2 separate regions of the Rattus norvegicus genome follow, and region 1 is linked to region 2. Evidence: chromatin contacts called from public Hi-C data. All regions are on one chromosome and are shown on one strand. Each heading gives the region's core, a stretch centred on a gene start, on an enhancer-like site or on the middle of the called end of the contact. The rest is flanking DNA. Distances are from core to core; before and after follow the strand shown.

Region 1 (3,463 bases), core at 899-3,398, 37 kb after region 2:
TTTTCTCAATTTATATAAATGAACAAATATATGAGGGTAAAAATACATTGATAATACATCAAGAAAGTAACTTTAAATGACATTTAGAACAATGACTTAAATTTTAACACAAAGAATTGCATTTTAAAAATGTTTATTTATAAGAATGGTAACCAGGGTCCAGAGAGATGGCTTAGTGGTTAAGAGCACTGGAGGTCCTGAGTTCAATTCCCAGCAACCACATGGGATCTCACAACCATCTGTAATGGGATCCAATGCTCTCTTCTGGTGTGTCTGAAGACAGCTACAGTGTACTCAGATACATCACATAAATAAATAAATCTAAAAAAAAATGGTAACGGGCAACCTTGGGGGGGTAGAAGGTTGGGGGAAGGTAGGAGGTGGGGGTACCTTCTAGAATGTACCAGAGACCTGGGAGGTGAGAGACTCTCAGGACTCAAAGGGAGGAACCTTAGATGAAATGCCCTACAGTGGGAAGAGGGAATTTGTAGAATCCACTTCCAGCAGAAAGACAGGGCATCAAGTGAGGGATGATCATCCCACAGTCAAAAACTCTGACCCAGAATTGTTCCTGTCTAAAAGAGCTGCAGGGGCAAAATGGAGAAGAACCTAAGGAATAGGAGGTCCAGTGACAAGCCCAAAGTGGGATCCAGCTCAAGGGGAGACCCCAAGGCCTGACAATATTACTAAGGCTATGGAGTGCTCACAAAAAGGGACCTATCATGACTGCCCTCCAAAAGACCCAATAAGCAGCTCAAAGAGTCAGATGCAGCTATTTGCACCCAACAAACAAACAGAAGTTGCTGACCCCTGTGGTTGAAAGCTGGACGAAGCTGAGGAGGAAGGCGACCCTGTACAAGGACCAGCAGACTTAGTTAACCTGGACCCCTGAGATCTCTCAGACACTGGACCACCAACCAGGCAGCACCACCAGCCTCTGTGAGGCCCCCGACACATACATAGCAGAGGACCGCCAGGTCTGGGTACAGTCAGAGAAGATGCACCTAACCCTCAGGAGACTGGAGGCCCCAGGGAGTGGGGAGGGGTGGTGGTGGGGAATCCTCATGGAGACGGGTGGGGGTGGTATGGGATGTGGGCAGAGGGTAGATGAAGATAAAATATGAAGTGTAAGAAAAGATTAAATTTTTTTTAAAAGTTTATTTATTTTACAGGCTTGAACATTGATGGTACCTGTATGTATGTGCATGTATGCATATGCACCATGTGTGTGCCTAGTGCCTGTCAAAAGAGGCATGAGATCCCCTAGAATTGAACTTGCAGGGTTTGGATCACTGGGTGAGTGCCAGGAATTGAACCTGGGACCTCTACAAGAGCAAGTCTGGTAACTGCTGAGCCATCTCTCCAGCCCCAATACTAAGAATTTTAAAAAATGAAATGCAAGCTGATATATCCAAATATATAAGCAAAAAAAAAACCCCTCAATACCCATTTTTAGAAGAAATTTGTTGAACATCACCGAAGAAGAAATCTCATGTTATATGTATTAAATACATACTTTAGATGTGCATCTCCAGTGTCTAGCCAGGTAACTCTCCTTGACCCTCCCTTCCACAATTTCCCCATATCTAGCCTGAGTCTCACATCCAGTGTCCTAGCCTCGTCTGGTCCCTTGTCTTGAAACCTCTAGTCTTCCAGCAGGTGTCTGCCTACCCCAACCTACAGACTAGTGTGACTGGTTCCCCACTGGATTGTCTTTTATTATAAGGCCATGTAAGCTGGGGTTCTCTTCCTTTTCTTCTTCAACCCTACCTTGCTGACATCCCTAAAGCACTCCCTAAAATATCACTACTGCTATCAAATAGGAGGAAATGAAACATGTTCTTCTAGAAAAGGATAAATGGATCCTTGCTGTCCCAAGGCACCTTTTAGCAGCAGACATTTTTCCTTGGCTGTCCTGAGGGTTGACTTCTCTTTTACCCTTTGCAGTGCATTTTTTTAAACCTCTGTCATTGATCTCAGTTCTAATAACAGCCAAAAATTATAGAGCTGTGTAACTTTTACCAGACACTGTGAACATCATTCTTGAAGCTGTAATATGCTTCTGCTAAAGTCACTACATTCACTCACCTGGAACAATGATATCTCCGAACCCCAGCACTGAAACGGGCACTGAGCACACACTCATGACTGAGTAATCCATGAGCTTTGGCACCCTGATAACTACTGGCAACTGTAAGAAAGAAAAACAAGAGAGGAGGGGGAGGGCAGCAGGGAGAAGGAAAGGGAAGGAAGAAGAGAGAGGGAGAGAAGGAGAGAATGAACCAGTAAGTCTCTTCCCAATCTCTCTTTTAGGAAGAGAAACACTGACACTGTAATAATCGTTTTGATGTTTTTAGAATGATTATTTGAAAAAAATCTAACTAAAGATGACATAAACATACACATACATAATACATACTGAAACTGATTGTACAAAAACTTGAAGGAATAAGACATGTAGTTTTTAGGAACTATATCCAACACATGGAGGATGAACAGTATGCACATACTCCCCCCACAGCTAACCTTTACATTTTTATTTTCTTTTTACCAAGAATAGGACTCGGATCTTGACAAGTTTTGTTGTTGTTTTGTTTTGGTCAGTCTACATTTTCCCCACCCAAAGAAGAGCTTCCTCACAGAGGGTATGATTTAAAGTCCAATGAACTTATCCGAAATACAATTCTTACTTTCTCATGGGGAGCTGAGTGCAGAGCAGTGGCTTCCACAAAGTTTCCATCATTCTAGGATGAAACCCAAGTCAATAGGTATTTAATAATTTAGAATAACTAAGAAAATGGCTATCTTTGTGAGAAATAAGTTTGATAACACCTTAGCATGCACCCATGACCAATGAGCTACAGTAGGAAGCAGACAGGCAGACAGCAACTGGATGAACATTGCTGTTCACACCATCCCCACCTTTTCAGCATTCTCGAAAGGCCCAGCAGCAAGTTCCACCATGATGCTCTCTCCATTCTAAAGGGAGGAAGAGATGTTGTTCAGTCATCTAAGAGAATAACCTAGCACAACCCAAGGATGACTGACAGCGCCTGGCACACAGCCTACTGCCAACTGAACATGGGCTATCAACTGCCTCTTCCACAGACTCTACAAACAGTAGACATTGAATCTGAAACAAAACACAGCTCGCACACCACTACACTTTTCTAGAGCTCAGTAATTATCAGATGGGCATATTATTCAAGTACACCTGGAGATCTGGATTATACTGACATCTAACATGTTAATAGGTGGTGAACTTCAAGTATTTTAATATTTTTACTATGTGTATTATGGCTCTTAGACATTTTCAGCATCAGAGAAGAAGACACTAGAATTCTTTAAATTTAGCTTTCTACCAAATATAAGTAACCTTATTTGAATAAAAATGCACTTGATCTTCTGGTATTTCCCACAATAAAATCATAAAGCCAAATTTGAAAAGACCCAACCTTATAGA
Region 2 (3,410 bases), core at 669-3,168:
CCCATTATTCCCAAGTGATTTTTTTTTTTTTTTTGGACAGATGACCCAAAAGGTGAGGAAACTGAATTGAATTATTGAATAAAAAACCCACTTTTTAGTCAAGCATGGTGGTGCAAGCATTTAATCCCAGCACTCAGGAGGCAGATCTCTTATTTAGAAGCTAGCCTGGTCTTGGAGGGGAAAAAAAAAGATGACAATGAGGAAGGAGGAGGAAAAGAAACACACACACACACACACACACACACACACACACACACACACACTATTTTAAGCTCTCCTAAGATTTTACTATAACTCAAATGCATAGTGTAATGTTAATCACTCAACTCACTATTAGTTAGGAATTAAGCAGGGTAAAAAAATAAAATTAAGATTCTTAATTTTAAATTTTAAAGTGAGACTGTTCTTCTTACAGAATCAACAAGTTTATGCATGTCCAAACGATACTAAGTTCAAACTATGTGCCATATATGAATTACTTACAAAACTAAAGCTATTTTGGGGGTTGGGGGGGTTAATGAAAACATTTTAAACAAATGTATGCTGTTTACCATCTAAAATGAAAAACTAGATATACCACTGAATAGTCAGTACTTAACGACTTGCAAGGCACTTGGATTCAACTCACCCTCCAGTAGAGTCCTTTAAATCAAAGCCGTAAGTATTTAAATGAAATGATTTAGCAGAGGTAGAGGGATTTGAACTTTCCTTTCAAGAAATAGGAAAAGCGAGGTGACAGACACCTGTAATTCCAGAGCTCAGAAGATGGAGGCAAGAGGATAAGGAACTCAATGAGGGCCTCTGGATTTGAGGCCAGCCTGGGCTACATGTAACCCAGTCTCAAGTAAAAGTAGTCTTCAATGACTTCTCAAACCAAAGTGAGAAATGCATTACTTTCACATGTACTTTTTAAAGACACTTCTAAACCTAGCCGGACGTGGTGGCGCACGTCTTTAATTCTGGGAGGCAGAAGTAAGCGGATCTCTGTTTAGAGCCAACCTGGTATACACAGCGAGTTCCAGGCCAGCCAGGGTTACAAGCAAGACCTTGTCTCAAAAATAAAGAAAAAGAAGAAAACTAAACCTGTCAGACTTCGGCAAAGGAACACCAGTTTGCATAAAGCCTATCAAGTTAAACTACTGAGCAGGAATGCCTTTCCTGCTCAGATCCTAGATCTAAATGGCTTTCTTTGTAAGAAATCTCCAAATCCGGTTCCTGGCCTTAACAACAAAAGCTCTAGCCAACGCTGCAACACACCGACTCCCTCCAGTCTGCACATTGGCTTCAAACTGTCTGGGACAACAGATGAGGTAGTTCGACGCAGACCTGGCAACGCAGTCTCAGCCTCCCAGGAATTGTCCCTTCCCTGTCCCTTGCTAAAGAAAAGCCCGAACCACAACGCAGTCTACACCGTCAAAATCACTCCCGTTCTATTAAAAAGTAATAATAATAGAAAATGTACCTGTAGAGAGTCTGCGGCACAGCCAATAAGTCACAGCTCGGAACCCGCTCCCTTCTCCTTTCCGTAACACCTCAGCCCTCCCTCCCTTTCCGTGTCAACTCCGCGGCTCCGCTACGAGCGGAGGCGCCCAGAGGGCCACAGAGCTCCCCGGAGCGGCGCACAGGCTCCCGCGAGGCCCGCCCGCGCCAGGCCCGGCTCCGTACCATTCTCCTCAAGGGGCGGACTCCGGAAGGGCAGCGGCTCCTCCTCCTCCTCCGCGGCCTGCAGCCATCTATCGGAAAGCGTCTCCGGAGGCGGTGGCACGGGCCACCGAACAAGGACAGCCCCGGGAAACCTTCTCAGAACTAACTCAGCTCCAGCGCTAGCAGCAGAAGTCGAGTCTTTCATAATTGTGCGACCAGCTCCGCCGGGTGACTGGCCACAGGGACGCGCCCGCGCCCGCCTCCGCCGGAGACGGGGCCGCGGCAGCCACGTGACGGGGGCGTCGAGTGCGTCGCGCGGAGGGCGTGTCACGTGAAGGGCGCGTTTACTGCGGCCTACCCCTAATCCCCGCCCAGCCGCCGGCCGGGAAGCGCAGAGCTGCGGTTTTCCCTGGTGTTGCTGGCTTCAGCTTCCCCTGCCTCCGTCTGTGAGAACTTGTTCCGCTTTAATGACCGGATCCCCGGGTTCGCCAAAAAGTAACTCCCGCGGCCAGACACGATTGTCTTGTTTCTTTTGCTATCGCATCGGTCTATGTTGGTTATTAGCGATAGCTTTCCCACACGTTATCCTTTCCCATCAAGGGTGCAGTCTGTTATTATCGCTGCTATTATAAGTGGCTTATTTTATGTGTATGTGTGTTTTGCCTCATGTATGTCTGTGTAACATATGTGTGCAGTGTCCTCGGAAGACCGCCCTAGATCATCTGGAACTGGAATGTCAGACAATTAGTGTTTTTTGAGTCCCTTGTGGCTCAGGCTCCTGACCTAAAATGACCTTGAACTATGGAATTTGCTTTTAATCCCACAGTTCTGGGATTGCCAGCTTTCGCCATCCTGAAAGGATTTTGGATTTTGGTTTTTTTGTTTTGTTTTGTTTTGTTTTTGTTTTTTGTTTTGACCTGGAGTAGTTGGCACATGCCTGTAATCCCAGCACTCAAAAGGCTGAGGCAGGAGGATTGCAGTAAATTCGAGACTAGTGAGGGTTAGAATGACAACACCGTCTTAAAAACACAAAACCAAATCTGCTTTTGACACATCATCTTTTCGCTCTTACAAATGTAAAGGCTCCACTGCCTGAAGCTCCGTTCTGCCTCTATCTTTGCTCTTTTTACTCTGACTAATCTCAAATTTACTGTAATCTTCCTGCCTTAACTTTCCGAGTGCTGGGATTACAGGCATGTACCACTACTGGTCTAAAAAAAAAAAAATCAAGATGGCAAACGCCTGTAATTCTAGAAGGGAGGGGCAGGCAAACGCCTGTAATTCTAGAAGGCAGGGGCAGGCAAATCTCTGTGAGTTAGAAGCCAACTTCCAGGTCTGCCAGAGATACCTAGTGAGACACTGTCTCAATTAGACACCCCTCCCCCAATAAAAACCCTACCAGCTTCACTGATGAATAATTGACACATTTAAGTGTACAATTTGATAAACTTCAACATGAAATCACTACTCCAATCAAGGCAATGAACATATTCAATAGTCCCAGATTTCTGGCACCCTTGCTAAACTCTTCCTGTGTGTACAGATCTCATCGCTCTAACTCAGTGGTTCTCAACCTTACCAACACTGTGTGGCTTTAACACAGTTCCTTATATTATGGTGACCCTCCCCCAACCATAAAATTCTTTTTATTGCTACTTCATAACTGTAATTTTGCCACTGTTATGAATCATAATGTAGATATCTGAAATGCAGGATATCTGATATGCAGCCTACAGGTTGAGAACCAACATTCACACTGCAAGTGT

What was found. Hi-C and Micro-C count contacts between places; a contact is called where the count stands out from the background.
Region 1: a Hi-C map of liver shows a contact between it and region 2, with 1.5 times the contacts expected there. The contact joins the enhancer-like site here to the promoter of Trpm7 in region 2. A contact is called at or near these places in 3 of 12 Hi-C or Micro-C datasets (hepatocytes, kidney and liver).

The regions. Positions count from the first base shown.
Region 1 is chr3:134,622,928-134,626,390 of GRCr8, forward strand. Sppl2a (signal peptide peptidase-like 2A) reads right to left here. Exons shown (of 15, transcript NM_001107770.1): 11 at 2,923-2,979; 12 at 2,089-2,191. Among named protein-coding and RNA genes, the nearest start is that of Sppl2a, 22 kb to the right of the region's middle. Within about 2 kb of position 2,149, at least 1 of the 93 cell types and tissues checked has an H3K27ac peak or open chromatin away from gene starts, as enhancers often do. A contact at or near this core is called in liver, where this site is marked.
Region 2 is chr3:134,586,195-134,589,604 of GRCr8, forward strand. Trpm7 (transient receptor potential cation channel, subfamily M, member 7) reads right to left here and starts at 1,919. Exons shown (of 39, transcript NM_053705.2): 1 at 1,666-1,919. The coding sequence starts at 1,668.